2 separate regions of the Arachis hypogaea genome follow, and region 2 is linked to region 1. The links are chromatin contacts, called in public Hi-C maps. All regions are on one chromosome and are shown on one strand. The core of a region is the stretch at or near the end of the contact, and the rest is flanking DNA. Distances in the headings are between cores, read along the strand shown.

Region 1 (6,030 bases), core at 1,643-4,142:
CGATATATCATTTATAGTGGGAGTGTTGGGTAGATACTTGAGCAATCCAGATATGGATCATTGGATAGCTGTTAAACGCGTAATGCGTTGTTTAAAGAGAACAAATGATTACATGCTTATTTATCGGAGATCAGAAAATTTGGAGATCATTAGGTACTCTGATTCCGATTTCATGGCATATGGTTGCGAAACTTTGTCACTAAACTTCATATAGTAGATGACATTGAAAGGCCATTAAAGATATTTTGAGACAATAAGTCAGCAGTATTATACTCCAATAACAATAAAAGCTTGACAAAATCGAAGCATACAGACATCAAGTTTTTAGTTGTCAAGGAGAAAGTTTAAGAAAAAATAGATTTCCATAGGACATATAGGAACAGAGTATATGCTAGCAGACCCATTACTAAGGGATTGACCCCTAAAGTTTTTCATGAGCACACTGCTCGGATAGGTGTCAATATTTGTGATGCCTTGGTTTAGTGGGAGTTTATGCTGTATGTCCTATGACAGATATTAAGTTATTTTTTCTGCAGAATTAAGTTGATGGTTTATTTCATGTTATGTGAAATGTTCATTTTGCAATATTTATATTGTGTTTGATCTCAATAAAGTTGGACCAGCTGGAAATAGACATACATGAGATCACTTGGCATGTAATTTCCATATTACTCATCCAAATTTGATCTATGTCGTTAAGTATATTAGGATGGTGATTGGCATGGTTTAGTCACGGCATTTAATGTGATAAAAGCTGAGGTAGTTCCATATCTAATATGAGACGGACCAGATTGTCAAAGTAATGAGAGAAATGGCATTCCGATGCGCGCATAAAGTTTATAAAAATGTGATTATGTCAAGAAATAATATATGTATAGCCCAAGTGGGAGATTGTTAGGAAATTATTTGATTTCCGAACTTATTTGTGGGCAATACATATATTAATTATAATCACAAATTATGTTATTTCAAATTAAATGACTTATATAATGATGATCTCATTTATTGTTATAAATGCTAATTGAATAAGTCATTGTTACTTTTGATTTGGAATTAAATGAGAATAAAATCGGATATTATCTTTTGTTCCTTAGATAATTATCTTTTTGGATTTTAGATATATTATCTTTTGGGCTTTAGATACTATTTTATTTGGGTTTTAGGGTTTAATGGGTGCCATGCTCAAATATAAATAGACCTTCAGGGTTTTGGTCCCCTATATACCAAAACCGCCTTTGTTGCTCTTTCCCTATCAAAAGAGTTACAGTTCAGCCACATAGGAATACAGAAGGCTTTGGTTGAGAAAGATCGAAAGAACCACAAGATCCAAACTCTTCCGATCGTATGATTCATGTTTATGAATTCAGGTACGCTTCCGCATTATGATATGATATATTTTGATGATTCAATATGGCTGATCTGGGTTAATAAAATAATTTATTCCAACAAATATATGTTTCATAAAATATGCATTTAAAGAAAATAATAATTTTTGAATGATTCTTAAACTGAACTCGACCGATTACTGCCTATTATACTGTTAATTGAACCCCCTTTTTATTGGTGTTATACATTTTTAATATTGAAAAAATATACTTGCACCATTTTATAATACACTTCCTTAAAATGTACACCTTCTTCTTTAGAAATGGTACATATTTATGGATATTGAGTTTTTTCAGAAAGGAGTATCATCAAAAGAATGGTATAAATGTCACAACCCCTTAATATTTATTATCACACCTCCGCCTGCTGTGACCATATATACTCATAATTAAACAGAAATGTTTGGTAACGTAACGTACCAAGATTAAAAGGGTTTGTTTGTTTATTTTTTAAAATGAAGGTGATGAGAAAAGAACTGTTTTGGAAATCAATACAAAGTAGTGTCTCCTTAATTGCTTAAGCAGGCATACGGCCACAGGGTTCCTCTTTCAGTTGACTCAAACAGAAGCAGGTTCACCCGCCCCTGCTAGCTAGCTAGCTTTTCTTCGCTACCAATAGTGATATTAAAGATCTTAACTAGTATATTTAATATCATATATCATGTAATGCCAGAAGAATAGAAAGGGATATTTCACCCCCACCTCTAACTCCTACTCTCTCATATTATGAAGCGTCAACAACTCTATATATATAGTATTTATGTTATATTATATTAGGAGAATATCTTCTCTAATATATATAATATATATTAAGGTGAAAAGAGCGACACACTATGCATTAGTGAGAGTGATGTACATTGTCTATTATTATTAAATTATTTTTTTAATACATGTACACTAAAATTAGTCTTTAAAATATATATACATTAAAAATAAATTAAACTACACAAATATATTGATGATTAATTTTAGTAGCTAATTTTGGTATAAAAATAATATTTATTTATTATTTTTATATCTAATAATCAGATTAAATTTTTTAAAAAATAAGTACCGAACTAATTATATTAAATAATTTTTTTATACGAGAATAAATATTATTCATATAAATATTATTATATATTTTTTCTTGTCTATGTGTTCTTTAGTTAAATATCTTCCTATTTTATTCTCATAACTCAGAATTTTTGAGACTAGTTAAAATAAAATAAAAAAAGTGTTAGGTAAACAATAACCATCTTGAACAATATGAACAACCACTAATCAAATAAAAACACATTACACTTTTAAATTATCCATCTAAATCTTAATATTAAAATAACCATCCGTACACCTAGTAAAATGAACATCTGATATATATATTATTTACATTGTTTAGTATTTTTATTGTCTAACTATACTTTTCTATAAAATAAAATAAAAGAATATCCGTTACAATAATAATGCAAATATAATACGTGAAGTGTTTTTCTAGCTATATGAAGCTATATATGTATATATACTTGCTAATAAACTTTTATTTATATAAGCGAATACATTGAAAAATAAAGCACCATAGAATTATCGATCCTCTCTGATCTCGTCCGATATCTCATTCCAATATGCATATAGTGTCCTAATTTAACAAGGTAACAGACTTATTAGGACATTATCTATCTTCATTATTGATAATGGTAGCTTCATCAGTAAGCAGTGCCGCAGTGAGTTGCACGTTGGAAGAGATGTTGGAATCTAAAGAGAAAGAAATGTACCAGCAGCAGTGGGTGCAAAATGCACCACACCCGCCTTGTTTTTTTCGAGAGGTATTCGAAAACGTTAGGGACACAATTTTGCCGCCTAGTAACAGCAAGAATGTGTGGTCAACTCTCGTTGTCAACGACAACCAACAACCTTTGTACAAAAGAGCGTTGGTGTTGTTGACGGAGATTTTTCCCATCCTTGCTTCTCTAAGAGGATACAATGCTCACAAGTTCAAATTCGATCTCATGGCGGGTATAACCGTTGCAAGTCTCGCCATTCCTCAGGTTCAATTTATATGCTAATTTGATTTCGTGCCTGTTAAGTCATTTTTATTTTAAGAAAAAATTCACATTCATATAACACTTTCAAATATAAATTTGGTCATAAATTGTATTTTGTGAAATGAGACAATTTAAAATATAGATATCATCAATGTGTGAGAACTAGAGAGAAGAGAATATGCACATTAAATGGGATGGCAAATAGAAAACTTTTTTTTTTTGGGTGATAAGTAGGGTTAGAAAAAGACCAAACAACGTGTGCTACGACTTAATCTAGTCTGATAGAAAATAAGTTTACATTCAATTATTTTAAAAGTTTAAATTTTTTAATAGACAAGATTTAAGTTTATAAAATAATTTTATTTACTAGACTATTTATTTATTTAATTACATATATATTTAATATTTTTTATTTTAATTGATTATTTATTTTGTTTTTTATATTTTTAAATTATCAAGCCTTTTACAAATTTAATGCTAGGTCAGACTTGTTAATAGACTAGACTTAATACTTAATAGATAGCTTATAACAGGTTATAGATCAAGTATAGGTCAAGTAAACTTTATTGTAGATATATTAAGAATAAAGTTTGGTCTGTCTTACTCTATTTTTATTCCTAGTAATAAGATTATAATTGGAACAGTAAAATTTAATAAAAAGAATTATTTTGTCTTAATTTCTTTACTAATAGTGAAGATTTTTGTTTGGTACAATCACAAGTCTACAAACTACAATGCAGATAGCAGTGTAAACTTAACAGTAATACCTTCTTCATAGTTGCTCAAAGTCTCAAACTCATCTATGCTTAACACCATTGTTTCTTTTTTCTTTTTTTTTTCTTTTTTTTGTCTACAAACAGAGACAATGGTGGGTTTTGACTCTTTTTTATTGTACAAGAATGTTTCTTTTTTTTTTTAATTTCTTTGTGGGTTGTGAATGAATCGGGTTTAGGCATGGACCTAATATGATATGTCAAATTCAAAGATGCTATTAGGCCATTTGGGCTTTATCTCGGTATTTCAGGCTTAAAATATGCATGTTTTGACTTTTGATGGACATTACGAACCGAAAGCTAGCTTATGAAAGTTGGAACAATATATTATTAATTATTAGAGCTAAAAGTGGCCCCAAAAAAAATTGTCTAAGAGTTACTTTTCATTTATATTTTATTTTGATAAAAAAAATTATATTATTATAGTTAGGTTATTCAAAATTAATTTGAGCTGTACAAAGACCCTACATGCTAGGATGGAGCCATAAATAGTTTTAAGCATTGAATATTGAATATATGATTATATAAGGTAACATAATTTTTTTGAGTAAAGGATTGGGTAAGTCCTAATTTAGTTCATAATATTTTAAGTATTTTATTTTAATGTTAAAAAATTTTAAATGAATTTAATGTTGTCTCACTATTAAATTTGACATAAATAATTAGTATATTGAATAGTTAATAATGTTCGATTTCAGTATATAAATAAAATCGATTCACTAACAATTGGTATGTAAAAGCCTTTTTTTTATTCGATTCTAAAGTGTTAATTATTGATTTCTAAGATTTTGGAAATCGATGCAAGAAAGAGAACAAAAAAAAAGTGTTATAAGAAGGTTTTGGCTTTGTTTTTCTAATACACAAAAAATAAAATGATATAATTTAACTAATAACATTGGTTGCTTTTGTTTATAAACAGGGAACACTGAGACATGTACACAGAGATACAAGATCATATTTGATAAATGAGATATTGATAGAAATATTATGTCTTGGGATATTGAATTAGTACATTTTATGTTCTTCTTATAAAAAACGACACAAAAAACACTGGATTGGAACACAACTTATTTTTTATTTCTTTTATTGTCAATATTAATTTTTTATAATTATATTTTTTATCATTCTATTTTCTTTTTTAATTTTTTGTGAAGAAAAAATTAAAAGTAAATTTGACTTTTATTATTCATTTTATCTTATATTCAGTTTATCATCAAACAAAATATACAAATATTAATTTTTATATCTCTATTCTTTTTTTTATTATCCTATCTTATCCTATTCTCAAAACTAAACACATTCATTGTTAACGTTTATGCGACTTATTTTTTTAACTATTGTATTAAATTTAACGGTGAAATAATATTAAATTTGTTTAAAATTTTTTACAACAAAAATAAAACATTTAAAACATTAAAAATCAAATTAAAATTTAATCTAATATTAAAAACTAAAGTAATACTTTTTTTTTCTTATTCTAAGAACACCAATTCGAATAAATACAAGTGAGAGGCCTATCGTACTTATTGTGTATTATGTTCACTACAATGATGTTTCATTATTCACTGAATTATTGAATTGAAATGGTTGCTTTGGGTCATGCAGTGTGTAGGATTCGCTACTTTGGCTCAGCTAAGTCCCGAATATGGTTTATGTAAGTTGCATATAACTAGTTATAGAATTTTCTATAAATGTTATAAAAGGATATGAAAACACATTCAAGTCACGATATTATTGAACATTTTTGTATTCTTCGTTTTAAATTGATTATTATAGTTAAGATAAAACCAAAGTAGAAGTCCTATTTAACGATCTATTTTATTTTAAAAATATTATTTGTATACCAAAAAC
Region 2 (5,958 bases), core at 2,269-4,768, 120 kb after region 1:
TTTGATACAGGCATACGGCTGAGTTAATAATTTAGTAATTAATTTTCTGCAAGTAGCTTTACTAGCTATGTCAAACAATAATAATATATATTTATAAATACTTTTTTTTGTTCCTAAGAATTTATCACAAACTATTTATCAATAAAATAAAACTTTAATTTTACTATATATCTTCGCTAATCACATATATTATTATTACACATATTTAATTAATAAATAAAAGGTGAAATAATAAACATGTGATGTAACAATACTATTGATTGTGCTAATTTATAAATGAATTAATTTATTGGCAGGTGGCAGTATCGTTTTCAAAGATAATTGTGATATCAATACGACCAGGGACAGAAACTCTAGGAAAATTACCGGGAACCGATTTGTTCGGTGATGTTAATCAGTATCCAATGGCTGTTAAGATCCCTGGCCTTCTCATTATACGTCTTAAGTCTGCCTTGCTTTGCTTTGCAAATGCCACTTTCGTTAGAGAAAGGTATTTTACTCATTATTAATTTCATTTGCTACCATATATTTAATTAATTATTAGCTTAATAATAATATTGAATTTTGGTTTGAAGGATCATGAAATGGGTCAGTGAGGAAGAAGAATCGATGGATGACAAGGGAAATGCAATAAGCCAAATTCAATTCGTAATCCTTGACATGTCCAGTAAGTTTTAGATTTAACTCATACAAATTAGAACTCATGAAATAATTAGGAAGAATGTTAAAAGATTATCAGAATTTATTGGTTTTGATCATCAATTATTAATGTTTAAAAATTTAGGATAAAAATATATTGTTGAATTATTAGACTAAAAGAATTAGGTTGATAACTAAAAATAATAAGTTAAAACAATAAATTTTAACCGTCCAAACATTTCTCATAATTAAAAATCTTTCTAGAAAAAAAAGTTTTGTACATTTGTTTTTATCTCTCAACATAATATAAAATTTCTAATTCGAATTCGCGACCTTTTAGATAAGTATGGGAAGACTATGCCTTTTAGTTATTATAACTCATTGACAGTAAGAGACATTTCTTATTCTGAACTAATTTGTGGAGTTGAATTAGACACATTTAATCTCAATTCTAATAGTATTAGAATATATTCGATCGAATATTATTAAGTCATCAACAGAAATGGATTCTCTTAATTCTTTTTAACAATTAAAGGAGTAAAGTGTGATTTTTTATCATTAATTTTATAAGTAGAACATAAAAAAAACATAAAAAAAAATAATAAAAGATTCTGATCACACTTTACTCCCTTAATTTTTTTAACAATTGAAAAGATCCATTCCCAATCATCTACTTATAAATGTTTATGCTCTAAATAAAGTCTAGATTGTTATTTTATAAAAAAGATATATTACATGTATGTTTCACATACATCTCTTAAAGGTAAATAAAATCTTTAAATAGTTTATCAAGACATTCTTCATTTTATAAACTAGATTTATTAGTTTTGCACAAGTATTAAAATAATTATTAAATTTTATTAAAATATAAATAACTAAAAGAAAAATACAAAAATATCCATAATAATATATTTTTTCTATTCCATTAAATTTTTCAATCTTTTATTCTATTTAATAATAGAATACATATAACACGTTAAAATTAGTTAATAATTTTTTGAAATTTGAAAATAACATTTAATTTGTAATAAAAATAAAAAATATATTTAATATGAAATGGGGAGAGTATAAATATTCGGAATGTACATGTGCCTCTACTCTCTGCTTCTAAATAACTATCCAGCCATTATTTTAACAAAATAAAATAAAATCCATTAACAAAATATCTTAGATATATACTTACTGCACTACATACAGTGGAAAACCCTAACTAATTAACAGAATGATGAGATAATATAATGTTTGAATCACAAGCTAATACTTTAATAAGATAAATTCTTTACCATTTTTTGCTAGTATGATTGATCAAATATGATATTCCATTTCTATATATAATATATCATACAGATTTGGTGAACATTGACACATCTGGAATTGCTGCTCTTGAGGAACTGCACAAGAGTTTGTCCTCACATAGGAAGCAGGTAACATGGCTTCTATTTTCTTACTTAAGCTAATAATTAAGCTATCTAAAAAGCTACCATTCAATATATGGTGCATGCTGCAGTGCCAATGATAACTATAATATTTTTAATAAACGTTGCTAAAAATTAAAATATTTTTTTATTATTTAACAATATTTTTTAATTTTAAAAATAAAAAAATATTATCAAAATATAAAAAAATATAACTTTAATTTTAATAATACTTATATAACCACCATACTTATTATAATCATAGGCACTATAGATTCTGCCTCAATATATACGTTGCCCTTTAACTCATCATATTTCTGAATAATAATTAATCACACCATCACCATTTCATAAATTCTTAATTAATATTTGAAATCATTGCCTTTGACGTATTATATATATATGGTGTCTTACCAGTTAGCCATTGCGAACCCAAGGTGGCAAGTGATTCACAAGCTAAAGGTATCAAACTTTGTCAACAAAATCAATGGCAGGGTCTTTCTCACTGTTGAAGAAGCTGTTAGCTCCAAGATCCAGTGCTGAGTTAACGTTGAAAATAAAATCGAAGAAGAATCTAGTCTTCTAATAATAGCTACTTATTATTGTCATGTTGGAATGTCGAAAATAAATAAGCATAATTAATAGTACTTCATAATTAATTATGATGTGAGACGGTGTGTGTATATTTTAGATTTCCTGTCTAAGTACGTACGTAACTTTATGTAAAAATATCAAAAGTACAAATCATTAGTGATGTGTGTCATAATAATAAGTCATCTTGTGATAAAGATGATGGGAGTTTGTTTCGGTCCATCGTTTGTACCCATTAGGTTTTTGGGATGGTAATGAGGAAGGTTGTGAAAACCGGAGCACTTATCGAATCGGTCAAATAATTGGTTTAATGGTTAATGGTTCAATCGGAGTTAAATTATGATTGAATCGATTTAATTAAATATAGAGTAAAAATATAAAAAATTCAATACATAATTTTAAAAAGTTAAATTCAATAATTTTTAAACTAAGATTCAAAATTTAACAATTTTATAAAATGAACAATACATAATTTATTATTAAAAAGTCATTAAAAAGTCATAAACAACTCCAGGTCCAGGTTTTGAATTTGATTTCCACCCTTATTCCATTTGTAGAAAAGTTGGTTCAATTTTTTCAGAAGGTACATAAGAGAATCCTATGTTTTGTTTTTTCTACTTATTAGTGTTATACATTCAATACTTGGCTGTCAGTATTTAAGTAAAATGTGAATAAGATTTTTATTTCGAGAATAAGTATGTGATAGGGACTCGGGTAAGTAGCCCAAGTCCATTGTTGAGTAGGGGTATTTTTTTTTCCCTTTCTTTTATTTGTCCCCTTCTCCAAATTTTGGTGCAGGTGAGTAACCAAATGCTACTTGAGAAAACTCGGGGGAATGACCAAAAGGGCTATTAACGGTTTAAACATGGATATGGTTCCTGATAGAGCACTATGGCCCACTTTAATCCATGTAACTGAACTCACTTACACTGTGTTTGGTTTAAGGGAAAATAAGAAAAAAGAAAAGTGGTGGAAGGAAAATGAATAGAAATTTTCATTTTCCTTTGTTTGGATACCAAAGAAAATGGGAAGGAAAAAAAATTTTGATGTGGGTCTTACAAAATTTTTTTTCTCTCCATTAGAAGCAAGAAAACAAGAAAGAAAATATTATTTTTGGTATATTTACAATACTACCCCTGATTCTATTATTATTAATAATTATTAATATAAATTTAGTTTTAATAGTTTTAATACATTATTATAATTAAGATTTATATTTAAACATTATATATGTATTAGATAAATAATTTATAAAATTATAATATTTTATAATATTCATAAAATACAATAAAATATAAATAAATAAAACTATTTATACTTTATTTTATTATAAGGGTATTAATGTAACTTTATACCATTATGATTTTCTTTTTTCTCATTTTTCTTCTCATCCAAACAAAAGAAATTTTTTTCTCTATTTTCTTTCCATTCATTTTCTCTTCATCCAAACAACACACAAATAATTCTACTTTTCCTTCTATTGTCTTTCCTCTCATTTTCTTTTCTCTTATTTTCTTTCCTTCTATTTTCTTTCCTATATTCAAACAAAACCTTAGTGGACTAGGCTTAGTTGCTATTGTTGGATAATATCCCAATGAATTTAGGGTTATGATATATGTACATAGCACTTCAGGAACTTAATCCAGAATAGTTTTCTAAGATGTTGAATATTAATTTTGAATTGTTGATTATTTTGTGGCTGTTCCATCCAAATTCAGAATGACAGCAATTCAGAATCCAAACTAATATATCAATTCATAGTTCATACAATTCATATGGCATTCAATATAATTAAATTCAACAATTCATCTAGTTAATTCAATAGAGCAGAATTAAAAAAATTGAACCTACATCAACAGAGCAGAATTCAACAGAGCAAAATTTTAAAATTGAACCTACATCAAATTTATTCAACATTACAGAATGATTAATCATATAATAAAAAAAATAAAAAAAAATTAGAAACAGAACAAGAACTCAGAAGAACTTTGCATCTGAAGAACATCAACCTACTTCAAATCTGCCCTAAATTCTTCACTGAATAAAAATTTAACTGAAAAAACAACATTACTCAAAATATAAACTCAAAAAGATTGAAAAAGTGAAAAACAGAAGAATAGAAGAACAAAGACAAAAACTCAAAAAGATTGAAGAATAGAAGAACTCAGTAGTCAGTACTCACCGCAGGAGAGCACAGAAGGCCAGAGGCCAGAGCAAGACGACGACGTTTTGGTGACGGTGACGACAACAAGCCGACGACCTGCGACGGTGAGGCTTCGCTCCAGCGTTTGTTTTGTTTGACGATGGCGTTTGTTTCATTTGACGGTGAGGCTTCGTTTGAAGGTCGACGAGATTAGGGTTAGGTTGGGAGGTGACTAGGAGTCTTTTTTGAAGAGGAAACTAGGAAAGTGGCTCACTGCATTCAGACTTCACTTCAGCCTTTTTCTTTTTTTTTTCCAGCACCAAATGACGTCGTTTCGTGACTTGGGAGGGAGAACCGGTGCTCTTTGAAATCTAGCCGGTTCGTCCGATTTGTCGGTTAACCATCGGTTCGGTCAGTTTTTTTGCCAATTTTTTGTAAAACGGTTTTATAGGTGGACCGAATCGGTTAGGTGACCGATTTCCGATTAGCCCGGTCTGATTTTCAGAACATTGGTAATGAGTCTCCACAGGAGAAGGCATCCCCTCAACTTTTATCTAGGGGTAACAAATAGGCTAATCCGCCTTGTGCTACTTCATCTAGTGAGGCGATTTCAAATTTTATTTCGCGAATTAGCGGGCTAAGCTCGCCAATTATTATTATTATTATTATTATTATTATTATTATTATTATTATTATTATTATTATTATTATTATTATTATTATTATTATTATTATATAATTTTACAATTATTTCAATAAATTTACAATTTTTAAAGATATAAAAAAATTATAATTTCTAAATTCACAAATATTAAAGTCTTAATAATTTTAAATATGTAATAAATATAATTATCAACCAAATTTTTTGAAATAAAATAATAAAACTAATATTGTAAAAAATAAAATAAATATATCCAAAACATATAATTAAACATCTTCAAGTCTCTAATCAATCAAACATAGAACATAATCTAAATTATAATTTAGAACATGACGGGCCCATCGGGAAAGCCCACCCCATCCCGCTGAAATCTGGGAATTAGGCGGACATTTTAATTATAGCAGTTTTAAATTTTCAGTCCGACCCGTCTTTTTTGGTGAGTTATCCGGACCAGTCCGGCAAGTTTCGCCCCGTTTGCCACCCCTATCCCCATCCTCATTATTTGCCAA

What was found. A called contact is a pair of places that touch in the nucleus more often than the background predicts.
Region 2: a Hi-C map of leaf shows a contact between it and region 1, with 2.4 times the contacts expected there. The contact joins the enhancer-like site here to the promoter of LOC112786865 in region 1. A contact is called at or near these places in 2 of 8 Hi-C or Micro-C datasets (both in leaf).

What each region holds. Positions count from the first base shown.
Region 1 is chr20:22,513,947-22,519,976 of arahy.Tifrunner.gnm2.J5K5, forward strand. LOC112786865 (early nodulin-70) reads left to right here and starts at 2,893. Exons shown (of 12, transcript XM_025830238.2): 1 at 2,893-3,409; 2 at 5,785-5,833. The coding sequence starts at 3,056.
Region 2 is chr20:22,635,188-22,641,145 of arahy.Tifrunner.gnm2.J5K5, forward strand. It overlaps LOC112785368 (sulfate transporter 2.1), which reads left to right. Exons shown (of 10, transcript XM_072230251.1): 7 at 297-490; 8 at 576-667; 9 at 1,987-2,063; 10 at 2,472-2,865. The coding sequence ends at 2,597. Among protein-coding and RNA genes, the nearest start is that of LOC112783620, 14 kb to the right of the region's middle. Within about 2 kb of position 3,519, at least 2 of the 3 cell types and tissues checked have open chromatin away from gene starts, as enhancers often do.